2 separate regions of the Mus musculus genome follow, and region 2 is linked to region 1. The links are chromatin contacts, called in public Micro-C maps. All regions are on one chromosome and are shown on one strand. The core of a region is the stretch at or near the end of the contact, and the rest is flanking DNA. Distances in the headings are between cores, read along the strand shown. Region 1 overlaps Swap70 (SWA-70 protein). Region 2 overlaps Sbf2 (SET binding factor 2).

The links. A called contact is a pair of places that touch in the nucleus more often than the background predicts.
Region 2: a contact with region 1 is called in a Micro-C map of embryonic fibroblasts, with 7 times the contacts expected there. The contact joins two enhancer-like sites. A contact is called at or near these places in 1 of 39 promoter capture datasets (the C10 cell line), 2 of 15 datasets of contacts at CTCF or cohesin (the NIH/3T3 cell line and large pre-B cells), 9 of 484 Hi-C or Micro-C datasets (bone marrow-derived macrophages, conventional type 1 dendritic cells, cortical neurons and 5 more) and 4 of 115 datasets of contacts at active chromatin or transcription factors (acute myeloid leukemia, astrocytes, embryonic fibroblasts and 1 more).

The regions. Positions count from the first base shown.
Region 1 is chr7:110,282,382-110,285,017 of GRCm38.p6, reverse strand. Swap70 (SWA-70 protein) reads right to left here. Exons shown (of 12, transcript NM_009302.3): 12 at 1,512-2,636. Among named protein-coding and RNA genes, the nearest start is that of Gm32861, 4.7 kb to the left of the region's middle. Within about 2 kb of position 1,332, at least 55 of the 459 cell types and tissues checked have an H3K27ac peak or open chromatin away from gene starts, as enhancers often do. A contact at or near this core is called in embryonic fibroblasts, where this site is marked.
Region 2 is chr7:110,524,230-110,526,865 of GRCm38.p6, reverse strand. The region is part of intron 2 of Sbf2 (SET binding factor 2); the gene reads left to right. It also overlaps the pseudogene Gm10087. Among named protein-coding and RNA genes, the nearest start is that of Gm46027, 80 kb to the left of the region's middle. Within about 2 kb of position 1,330, at least 25 of the 459 cell types and tissues checked have an H3K27ac peak or open chromatin away from gene starts, as enhancers often do. A contact at or near this core is called in embryonic fibroblasts, where this site is marked.

The sequences.
Region 1 (2,636 bases), core at 83-2,582:
GCCCGGACTCCTTCCCAGGTAAGTACTCTGATGCAAGCAGGGGTGGGAAGCACAGAACGCTGGAAAAAGCCCTTTCCTGCCATCACCAGCTTCCAGCTCAGAACCAGGGCTGCAGGCCTTGGGCCTCCGAGATGAAGTCTTTTCCCTAGTTCACATTCTCTGTAATCACTCATTGTATCCTTGTTTTCATAACCAGGAGTGTGCTGGCTGTAGTGGGTGCCTCGAACCAGCCTCGCTTGGAGAGTGCTGTCCATTCCTGTTAAGTCTTGCTGGCCCTTCTGAGGCTTCCAAGTCACCGGTCTTAGGTAGTGGGTATGTTTGTGGTGGACACTCAATTCCAATCCTGGAATGCTCTCCCCTGATATGAAACCCCTGCTCTGGCAGCCTAGGACAGCCTCACTCCCATTGGACAGACTTTGAGGGTGACATGGAGGTGGCAGCTGGTCTGAACCCCCAGTCTGTGATGGACCCTGTCCCTGGGGTGCTCCTGGCTAAAGAGCAGAGAGGAAACTCAGGAAGTGAGTCTCCCAGATACCACCTTCAGAAACCCAGGTTAGGCTACTGGTTGTGTTTGGGGGAGAACTGGGGTGAAGTGGGGAGGTGGGATCTGGACAGAGCTCTCCTTTGCTTACTCTAACAATCTCTCTGGCCCTCGCAACTGCCATACAGGAGGCAGACATAGAGAAAGGCCCACATTCCTGTGGGTGTATGGCCCTGACAGACTGTTTCTGCTCTAGTAGAAAATGGACAGGGAGGTTGAGTCTAGACTAGGGTTGGAATTTAGTGTCCGCCACAAATGTGCCCACTACCCAAGACCAATGACTTAGAAACCTCAGAAGGGTCAATGAGGCTTAACAGGAATTAACAGCAACTGCCCCCGAGCAGGGGTGATGCAAGGCACCCACCACAGCCAGCACACTCCTTCCAGTTATGAAAACCACAAATGTTTCCAGATACTGCCAAGTGTCCCCTCAGGAACAAGTGTCTGTACTTGAGAGCACTGCACTAGAGAAAGAAGGATGGTTTGACAAACACCTTTCTCTCCCTGCTCTCCTTCATGAGGGAAGACCAGCTTGCCAATACATAGTCAAGCTAGAACAAGGGACCGCTTCATCCACAGTACGAAGTTTTAATCTTGGTGACCATGTAAAACCAAATAGAAAACCACAAGGTTTATTCTAGTCAAAGACATAAAAATAAATAAATAAATTGAGAGAACAGAGACAAGAAGAAAAGACTTCAGAGGTAACAGCAACGATAGAGGTAGGTTCCTGAGCTGACCAAGGCTTCCCACAGCTGTGACTCACACCAAACATGAGGTCACAGCTAACTTCTTGAGGTCTTAACTCCCAAACCCAGTGTTTTCAGGAGTATCCCTAAACCACATCCACATGACTGTATGAAAATGAAGATTAGCAAAAGCACACATGCAGGCAGGCACGCACACACAAGTGCACACACACATACACACACACACTTTACTCCATTTTATTAATGTAACCAGTTTAAAATGTATGAAATTCTGGTATGTTTAATTTTGTTATTGAGTCCACTTTACTAAAAAAATAGAAACCAAAAATCCCATAGAAAACATTTTAATACCTTAGAAAAATTAGCAAAAAAACAAAACAAAAAAAAAACAAGAAGTAGAGCATATTACATTGTATGTGTAGATAAAAATGTTTTAAAATTATAAATATTTTGTTCATTCTCAATATAGTAGATCCCAAAACATTTTCAAATGCTTTTCATTCATAATTCCTGCAAATAATCTCATCTCTCGTTGGAGGAAAGGGCTGATTACAGTGAACACACAGACAGACACTCCCAACGTTTCCTGTAGTTATTACAGAGATGAGGCACGGTCTATAGACACTTAGCTGAAACCACCTTGAGTATCAGGAGAGACCCACAAGTATCAGCGCATTGGCCTAAAGGGGAGTCACACAGTTCACATCTGTGCGGTCTTCTCATCCACTGTCTACAAAGGACTTTCACTTCCCAGCCACAGTGCTACTGAAGCCGGTGAGGCAAGCAGAAACAAACACTACAGACTGCAGACGCCTTCTGCACAGCCCATACAAAGGGAGCATGCAGTATTCAGGCTTGAGACCAGACAAGGAGGGCCGTGGCAGCTGCGGGCCATGCCTCTGGCTGTGCTGTAAGACAGTCCAGGTTTAAGGAGGGAGGTTCTGTCAGCCCGGCCCGGGCGATCCCTTTACCCCAGTCTCCCCTGGACCCCCAGGCCCTTGCTTCCGTCCAGACATTTCACACCGGCCAGTACCTTCTTGGAGTTTCTTTTTCTTTTCTCTCCAAGGACACTGAGGTCTCTAGGAGACATCATCAAGACACAGGGGAGACCCTGGTCCCCTTGGTCTGATTCCCGGCTGCACTGACAAGGAAACATGGTGAGTGAATGGCCAGGTCCAAACCTACACCCAAGTTATCCACTAAGAAGGTTCGTGACACAGTGATACTTTGCACACAAATCTAAACTGTATGAAGGCAACTATAAACATTAAATAAAATTACTTTTATTAAGCAGCCCAAAATCTTAAGAAAAATTGGTAAGACTTCCATTGGCAAATGTTTTCCAGTCATAAAAGGCAGAGATTAATGGAACTCTATCCAGTCCT
Region 2 (2,636 bases), core at 81-2,580, 240 kb before region 1:
ACCTTCCTAGGGGCTTGAGAAGCCAGCGCTTTTCTGTAGGCTCCTGGGACGTAGTTCACACAGGAAGAGACAACTTTCACCGACACCCCAACTGCCGATGTCTCAATTAGAGAAGAACCGTGGCCATTAATTATAAATATACTCACTGCAAAAGACAAGGGGAAGAGGTATGCTCAGTCTTTGTCATATAACGTTTAGAAAACATCGCAAATCAGAGAATTAGGCAGAGACCACAGATTTATGTAGTTAAGTATATTATTAATGCAGCCACTTTAATTTTGAGCCTAGGATTTCCCTCTTAAGTATGTAACATTATTCCCTTATGACAGTACATCCCTGACCATTGCAGAGTATCTGCTGGCAGGATATGAACTTGAAAGAGCTGGTTGTTCTTTTTTTAGTAGCCTTTGCCCCCCTGCAGATGTGACTTTAACAGAGGAAGGGGTATTTGCGTGTGTGCGTGCATGTGTGCATGTGTGCGTGCATGTGTGCATGTGTGCGTGCGTGTGCGTGTGTGTGTGTGTCTTGCCCCCAGGAGTAGCAGAAATAAAAAACAGTCATTTGTTAAAGTAATTTAAATATAGAACTTGTATAACTGCTTAAAAGTTTAATGGCTTGGGAAGCCAGGGCAGGAGAATTGTGAGTTTAAAATCATTCTGAGCAGTTACAAAACCACCTTTAAAAAATTTATTATTTCTATCCTAGAAATTAAAAATAACCTGTTCAACCATCATTTCAGACTTTATAGGAAACAGACTTTTAGTTTTGTTAAACCTGGAAGATGAAGATTGATGGTAATTGTTTTACCGGATGGCATTCGTCACTGGATGCATGGTCTGGTCTAAGCAACTACTTCCTATAGAGTGGGAAGCAGTTTTGTAAGTACTTTCTTCTAAAGCACAGATCAGAAACATACATTTTCTGATTACATTTCAAGGTTTGATATTAAACCAGAACTTAGTTTCATTGTGCTAAAATCTTTTAAAGATTAGTATTTTGTTGAAGAATTTGAGTCCTGTCCTGCCTACTGCTTGACTTACGTATGCATGTTGTTGTTGTTGTTATACTTGAGTCCCTATTGTAATCTGGAATGCAAAAAGAACTTCCAGGAAGGACATAAATCTTACTTTAAAAATGTACAAGTAGGAATAGAGTCATCAGTCAGTGACTAAGGATAGCTGAATTCAGTTTACTGATGTTAAAATTGTCTAATGTCCTGTGCTTCAGTGTAACTAACATTTGGCATTCAGTATCTGTAACTGTGTTGAAGTGAAAGGAAAGGTGAATTCTAACAATGAGTCAGAGCAGCAATTGAAAGAGGCTTTGTTTGTTTCTTTAACTTGTTTTGTAATAAGATCAGTTGTTTCAGTGAATAGCAGTTGTAGAGGAACTGCACGTTGCACATTGCTTTTCAAGATGAAAATTCTTCTCATTCATCATGAATTCCAGAAAGAGGACTTTTGACCAGAAGTATTATATTCCTTCCTTCCTTCCCTTTTTTTGTTTGTTAGTTTAAACTAAATACTTTTCATTCTTTAGACATTCTGTAGCATCACAGCTTCCCTTTCATCCTGAGAGGAGTCCTGGTGTGTGGTTATTGTTAGGGCAAGCTGTCTTGTAAGGCTGTTTCACCAAGTTCAAATAGATCTTTGTAGTTCTGTCTAAGAGGTAGGTCACCAGTCCTTGTCCACTCTTCCCCTCTCAATAATCTTGAATTGCTTGTCAATACTGTGAAAACAAAACTCTCCCCAACTGAGCTTTGAACTTACTGTACTGCTTTGTCACTCTGAAAGTTTGAGGATTTTATTTAATTTCTCTTAAGATTGAGTTTCCTGTCTTTAAAGCCTCCCTTCCCTCCTCTGCTGCCCTTCCCCTGCCCCTCCCATCTAGTCTCTCCTCCTTTACCATCACCTCTCCAATCCTTTTCATTCTTTCATGCAGTATATTGAACCTACGGCCTCTTGTCAGCCAGCTAGCTTTTTCTCATTAAGCTATACTCAAGCCCTAAAAACTCCGCCACTTGTAATTCAGTTTCTCTCCTCTGATGGAGAAAAGATGGACACCTTCTACATTCCTAAGGCTTTTAAAATCTATTAGGGAAAAGTAATTGTTTAGAAAGGGATAGGTGCATGCCATTGTGTAACTGTGTGATAGTGTCTCTGCTCTGCTAAGAACTCAAAACCTATGTGAGTGAATTAAGTCTGAAGGCTGGTTAGGATTTTTTCCACTATGGAGACACAGACACTGGTAGTGAGCAGACCAAAGCAAAGTAGTAGGAAAGATGGAAACTTGCTCAAAGAGGCAAGAGCTGACTGGGTCAGGGAGCTCAGGCAGGGACTAGGGGGTAGTTGGGATGGAAATTGCCATTTTCTAAATTTATGAAGCCAGATAGTGGAGGCCTTAAAGTTGTGAGGTATCTGTATTTGAAGTAGGAGGCAATAAGAAACAATTGTAATTAAAAAAATATTTATTTATTTTATGTGAATACACTGTTGCTATCTTCAGACACACCAGAAGAGGATATCGGACCCCATTACAGATGGTTGTGAGCCACCACGTGGTTGCTGGGGATTGAACTCAGGACCTCTGGAAGAGCAGTCAGTGCTCTTAACCGCTGAGCCATCTCTCCAGCCTGA